Regions from separate parts of the Anser cygnoides genome. Here region 1 is linked to region 2. A link is a contact called in public Hi-C data. All regions are on one chromosome and are shown on one strand. The core of a region is the stretch at or near the end of the contact, and the rest is flanking DNA. Distances in the headings are between cores, read along the strand shown. Region 1 holds the start of BTG1 (BTG anti-proliferation factor 1). Region 2 has its middle 88 kb from the start of PLEKHG7.

What was found. A called contact is a pair of places that touch in the nucleus more often than the background predicts.
Region 1: a Hi-C map of liver shows a contact between it and region 2, with 5 times the contacts expected there. The contact joins the promoter of BTG1 here to the enhancer-like site in region 2. A contact is called at or near these places in 3 of 7 Hi-C or Micro-C datasets (all in liver).

The regions. Positions count from the first base shown.
Region 1 is chr1:49,478,458-49,481,609 of Taihu_goose_T2T_genome, reverse strand. It overlaps BTG1 (BTG anti-proliferation factor 1), which reads right to left and starts at 1,563. Exons shown (of 2, transcript XM_048061167.2): 1 at 1,187-1,563; 2 at 1-268. The coding sequence starts at 1,334.
Region 2 is chr1:49,365,477-49,368,514 of Taihu_goose_T2T_genome, reverse strand. No RefSeq gene overlaps it. Among named protein-coding and RNA genes, the nearest start is that of PLEKHG7, 88 kb to the right of the region's middle. Within about 2 kb of position 1,709, at least 2 of the 3 cell types and tissues checked have open chromatin away from gene starts, as enhancers often do. A contact at or near this core is called in liver, where this site is marked.

The DNA of each region.
Region 1 (3,152 bases), core at 314-2,813, 110 kb before region 2:
ATGTTGGTGTTATTTTGGCTACCTCCTGCTGGTGCAGCTTCGTACAGCACGCAGATCGAGCCATCCTCTCCAATACGATAGGACACTTCATACGGGTCAACCCATAGAGTGAGTTCGCTTGGAAGAAGCTGGAACAGTTCCTGACTGCTCAATCCAATCCGCTGTGCTGCCTGTCCAATGAGAGGATCCATTTTATGGTTGATCCGGATACATCGGTAACCTGATCCCTTGCATGGCTTTTCTGGGAACCAGTGGTGTTTGTAATGTTCTATAAAATAAATAAATAAAAAAAGAAGATTATCCTCCTTAATTCTGTCTTCACAAAGCTGTGCAGCAATCAGCATTCTCTTGCAAAGTTTCACAACTCTAGATGTTGAGACGCTTATTATTTTAGAATCAAGTGACCTGAAAAATCATCGTGGCCTCTATTTTGCTGACAATTTACATAAACGCAGGGTCCCTTGGGGACCACGCATGCACAAAGTTATTGTTTCATCCTACCATACATGGAGAACAATGTCTGCCATCTGAAAGGAGTGAAACGTAACTTCCTAGTATTCACAAAAACAAATGTAACGAAGATTTAACACACAAAGCGGAGAAGTTTGAGGGCCTTGAAACGCCATAAACCAAGGTTAAAAAGTGCCTTTTCAGCATAATTTTGGAGTCGCAGCCAGGCTTAGCTCCTCACGCCGTAAGAGTGACTAAAAATAACCAGGGAAGCAGCCGGGCAGCATTTATTGACTCAAGCTGTATTTCACCAGCGCTCTTCCCAGCCAGTTTTCCAGGGCGAGGTACCCATGGCTTCACTTACCTTCGGAGTTTTACCCCTCCCGACACCCCAAGCCCGGCGCTACTCGCGGCGCAAGGCACTGGCCCCTGCCCGGAGCGCCTGGGACCCGCTCTGGGTGTCACAGAGCCCAGGGGGCAGCCAGGAACCCGGCGCTACCGACCCCAACCCGAGCGTGAGGGCGGCCGCGCGACGCTTCCAGAAGAGGAACCGAGCCGCGTCCTGCCCCGACGGCTCTTACGGGACGAAACCGGCCCCGAGAGCGAGCCGGGGGCCCTGCGGCCGGGCGGCGGCTCCGCCGGCTTTGTCTGCGGGGCGGGGCGGATCGGGGGGGGCGTGGGGGGGCTCCGCGTACAGGGATGCGGGGAGCGGTGCCGGCTCCCGCGCCGCCCTCACCTGCCAGCAGCTCCTGCAGGCTCTGGCTGAAGGTCTGCAGCTGCCGCTCGTTCATCAGCCCCTTGGTCCGCAGGAACTTGGAGATGAAGCCCACGGCCGCGGCGATCTCGCGTATCATGCTGGCCCGGGTGTACAGGGCGGGATGCATGGAGGCGGCGGCCGGCGGGGGCGCTCGGTCGGGACGGGCCGGGTCGGGTCAGGACGGGACGGGCTCGGGCTCGGCTCTAACTGGGCGAGGCGCGGGCGGCGGCGCCCAGCTCACATGGCGGGGGCGGCAGCCTCCGCCTCCTCCTCCTCCTGCGGCACGGCGGCAGCGGCGGCGGCCGCGGCAGCGCTGCCCGCATCTCCTGCGGCGCGGGGCGAAGGGAGCCGCCCGCCGCGCGCCGCCTCTTATAGCCGCCCGCGGCAGGAAGTGGCGTCAGGGCACCGGGGGCGCGTCGCCGCCAATGGGGCGATCGCACCATTGTGACGGAGCTGGGCGGAGGGAGGGGCAGGGACCGCGAGGAGAGGAGAGGGAGGGAGGGAGGGAGGAGGGGGGGTGACGTAATCGGTTGTAAACAAATAGAGCGGGGGCGCGCGGCGCTCGGGAGCGCGCGGGGGGGAGGGGGGGGAGCGCGCGGGGCACGGCGCCGCGCTGTATCCGGGGAGAGCAGCGACACGTCAGCGGCACGGCCCGCGGGAGCGCGGCCCCGGGCGGGCTGTTGCCGGAGGAGGGTAGGAGAAGCAAGAGGGTAAAGCCACCCCCGAGTGTAAAATCAAAGGGGAGATGAAAAGAGCAACGTATTTTGTGGAAAGCTCGACGTGTAGCGTTTGTTTTTTTTTTAGGTGGACAATTCGCTCTTCCCCTCGGTTATTGCACACCCTGCCCCTATGCGAAGGTGCAAATGCGATACAGCCTGGTGTTTACGTGTATGCTGCTTCCAGTCGGAGAGCAGAAACACGACCGTTAGAGGCACATTTAAAAATAATAATATTTTTTTTTCACCACTAAAATGTCTTTGCAATTAAATAATGAACTACATAAAAATAAATCTGTGAAATAATTTAAATAAAAGGTGAAAATACGGCACTTTGGGTTCTGTGATGTTGGAGATGTACCTGAGTAGCGCTTTCAGTCTTTTTTCTGCGCTCAGGAGCTCAATGCCTCAAGGGACTCTGTCTTTGACTCTCTATACACAAGGGAGATGTGCAAAATAACTTCAAAAGATAATCTTGGGAGCTTAAATCCACGGCTTTACTGCATACTAAAAACCTTGGTGTAGTTTCAGAGCGCGGTCTCATCTATTGTTCCGCCACCAGCCTCTGAATATATCTCATTAGTGATCACAGGCTGTCCTGTCCTGTGAGAAGGGAGGAGCTGGTAGGCTGACCCCTCTTCTTGCTGCTCCACAGGTATCAGCCCTCCCTTCTTCCCCAGTGCTTCCCCAGCATGTGTAAGAAACAGCCAGAGCAGCCATTTCTGATCTGCGCATAGGTTGGTGTTTGCTGTTTCCTTTCAGACCTCAAAGCAGCAGATGACTCTCTTCTCCTTTACAACGAGGTCAGTCAACCTACAGGAAAATCCCACTTCTCTTGTACAAAATTGGCCTTATTGTCAGAGCGTCTCAATTACAACAAAATAACTACTGGAAATACTTTAACAAAAAAAAAAAAAAAAAAAAGAGAGAAAGAAAAGAGTGTAACAGAGGTGGCAAGTGCTACACTCATGCTTGGATCCGAGCTTCATCTGGGCCAGTTTCTCATCTCCCCTCCTTAGTGCCAACCTGCATCAAACACTCAGAGGGAGTTTTAGGAACTCCAAAGTAGATAAGTGGTCTTATGTAGGAGCACCCTAAAACAGGTTTAACAAGCTCTCCTCAGCTTGCCACAGCTGTTATGGAGAGCAAGACTGTTCAGATCAGATTTGAATCATCGTACTTTAATTTTACATGAAGAAAATGGCAGCATGCACCTCATCCCACACTCT
Region 2 (3,038 bases), core at 460-2,959:
GAGTGAGAAGGGAGAGGAGAAGATGACAAAAACACTGATCTAACCTGAAGACAGAATTTAATCCATGGTTGGTTGTATAAAGTTATGGAAAGTATGATTCAGCAGGTACCAAGAGAGAACATGCAGTAATTAGTTCAGTTGAATTCATCAAAATTCCCCATGTTCTCAGAAGGATTTCATTCGAGACAGCCTTGACCAACCAAAAACAATAGGCATTTGTGAAACATGCTCCTTACGCAGTAAAAATTTCAAAGCCCCCCACATTGTCCAAGCATGATAAAAACAGATCAATAATGCAAATACTATCTCCCCAATTGCTGTCACTGTTTGCTTCTGACTCTGATATACCACCAGAAATACACCAATTTTAATAACCATCTTTTTGATGTCAATGATTTCCCAGGCTGATGTGAGATATTATGCTGACACATGTATCTGTCTTCCTGTTATGTACAAGGCAGAGTATTTTGTAAGAAAAAGCACTGCAAGAATGAGAGCAGTCGATAATTCTCTTGGCTTACCAAAGTCTATTAATTTTAAATTTCTGTCATATAACCAATTGCTTGGCACTTACATTGGCTTTCAATATGTCATTTCAGCTAACTTAGAGGATCTTTTAGATTTTAAAGATGCTATGAAATTCCCGCTGAATACATATAGCCAATTTATAACTATCAAGGAAAATTGTTATAGATGGTTACCCACAAAATAATATGCTTTTTCAAAACCAGTAATTTACTGGCTGCTCTGCTACTAAATTCCTTAACTTGTCCCACTAGCTTAGGTCATTTTGCATTCATTTTTTATGTGCTTGGCATCACCTTGGCATTATTCTTCCTTATTTCCTTTTTATGGAAATAAAAATATATCACAGTTTTTTTAAATGCAAAGAATCTGATAAAAATGTTCTTGCATTGAATCTAATATAAGAGAAAGGTTTTTACCAAAGAAACATAATGGTCTGCTTTGGGTTTTAACTATATTACTATTACTAAATCATCCTCCCCACTGAGATGCATGGGATCTTGGGTGCCTATTTCCTTTTGTTCCTGTGATAATGGCCAGCCTACAACTTAATTTGAATTCACTGAACTATTGCTACGTGTCTTAAGTATGTAGTTGCATGCTTGACAGGAGTGAGGACTTCATTACCAATGTCTCTCACCATTAGGGCAAGAAAAGAGTAACTAGTACTCTCCACTGAACTCCAGAGTCCAGTGGAGGACATAGCCAAAGACCAACCTCAAAGCCATTGACTGACTCCCAGCAGCAGATGCCAGAACGTGTATGCAGCTCCTTTGCAAGGCAAAGGTAAGCTTCTGAAAATTACTTTGTGTAGCGAGGCATTTAAAATCAGCTTTTATTGTGGAGCAGCTCTGTACACAGTGAAGACAAAGAAAAAAAAAAAAAAAGAAAAAAGAAATAAAAAGCAAGCTGTTTGGTGATACGAGTCAAAGGCAGTTTTTCCAAGGCAAGTGGGTGGGCGTAGAAAACATTGCTTGAAATCTTCTGACCCTTTTCCTCCTGCAGCGTGAGCCTGCACCAACGCAAAGCGCAGGCAGGGGAAGGGTTACAGCTTTCCCAGCTGTTCACACAAAAGGACACTTTGCACCTGTTCCCAGTGAATGAAAGTCTGCTTTGTGTAGAGGCAGTTCATCACCCTGCTGGCCTTGGCGTGGGGCCTTGGCGTGGGGCAGGCTGGCCTGGGCACGCTGGCTGGAACCAGTGCCACGGAGGAAGGAGGAGGCCGGAGGGCAGGCCCCTTGCAGCCCGGCTCCATGAGCTCTAACATGCAAACATGCCCCCACCTGAAGGCTGACGTCACAGCCAGTGCAAACAACAGGGATGGCCAGTTAAGCGTGAGCAAGGCAATATGTACTTTTCTCTTTAATCCCAGCACTGTTTAGTTTACCGTGTTTGCTCAAGGCTGGCATGCTTTACACAGCAGCAGCGAGCTATTATTCTGAAAAACCCACACTGTACTGCACCTGTGTGATTATAAAGCAATGTACTTCGCACTTCCTTTGATGTTGTCTTAGATCTACATCTCCCCAGTTGTGATTTCCCTCAGATGCTGCCATCTGATTTGTGCCAGGCCCTCAGTGGGGGTGGGTGAGCTGTGGGACCATGAGGGGCTGCGCTAGCAGGGCCTCTGGGCTGCCTGGGAATGGCCATCCCTCCAGTGACGCCGTGGTGGCAGAGGCATAAGCCGTGGTCAGAGCAGGGAAAAGATGAAGAGCCAGGCATGTATTTTGATATTGAGACAGAGACAGAGCGAGAATTAAAACCAAAGTCCCATAACTAAAATAGCTGCTTCTCCTTTTCTCATGTCAGCTGGTGACCCAGCACTATAAACACTTCTCCTCCTCAGCACAGGGGTCACAAACAGGGCACGCAGGCCACCCATCTGGGCCAGTGCAGCATCAGCAGGATAGACCCAGATTTCCACTCCATCTTCACACTCCAACCTTCAGAGTATATCTCCCCCAGCCCCCACTTTAATCCTGGGGTCTTTACTTTGGAGCTTATAATAAAACAATAGACAGTAAAAGAAAATCCCTGTGGGAGCAGCAATTGTGGCTCTATTATAGAAGCTTAAATTCCCCACCTGCCACTTGACCAGTAAAAAGCTTGGATTCCCCACTCCAGACCAGATTATGTAAAACTATTCAAATCCTGAGTGACAGTATTTATGAAGACAGCTGTTGGATTCTCCAGCTGGGGGAGGCAGGGGCAAATGCAGTGGAGTCCAGCAAGAGCTGTCCTGCTATTCACCCTCCCACTGATGCTTACAATACCTTTATTTTTTTCTTTTTTCCAGGTGGAGGAAAATGAATAAATCAGAGAAATGAATAACTCCCAAAACAACAGTTCTCAGAAATATCCTTAAAAAACAGATATTGATTCAGAGACTGTTCTCATTCTCACTTCTCCCTCCCCTTTCTCTCCCAACCATGTTTGAGTTAGGTTGTTCATCACAAAAAGTGGCAGGAGGTGTGAACTGGTCATTTGTCTATGCCATTCGGCTTAATACATTT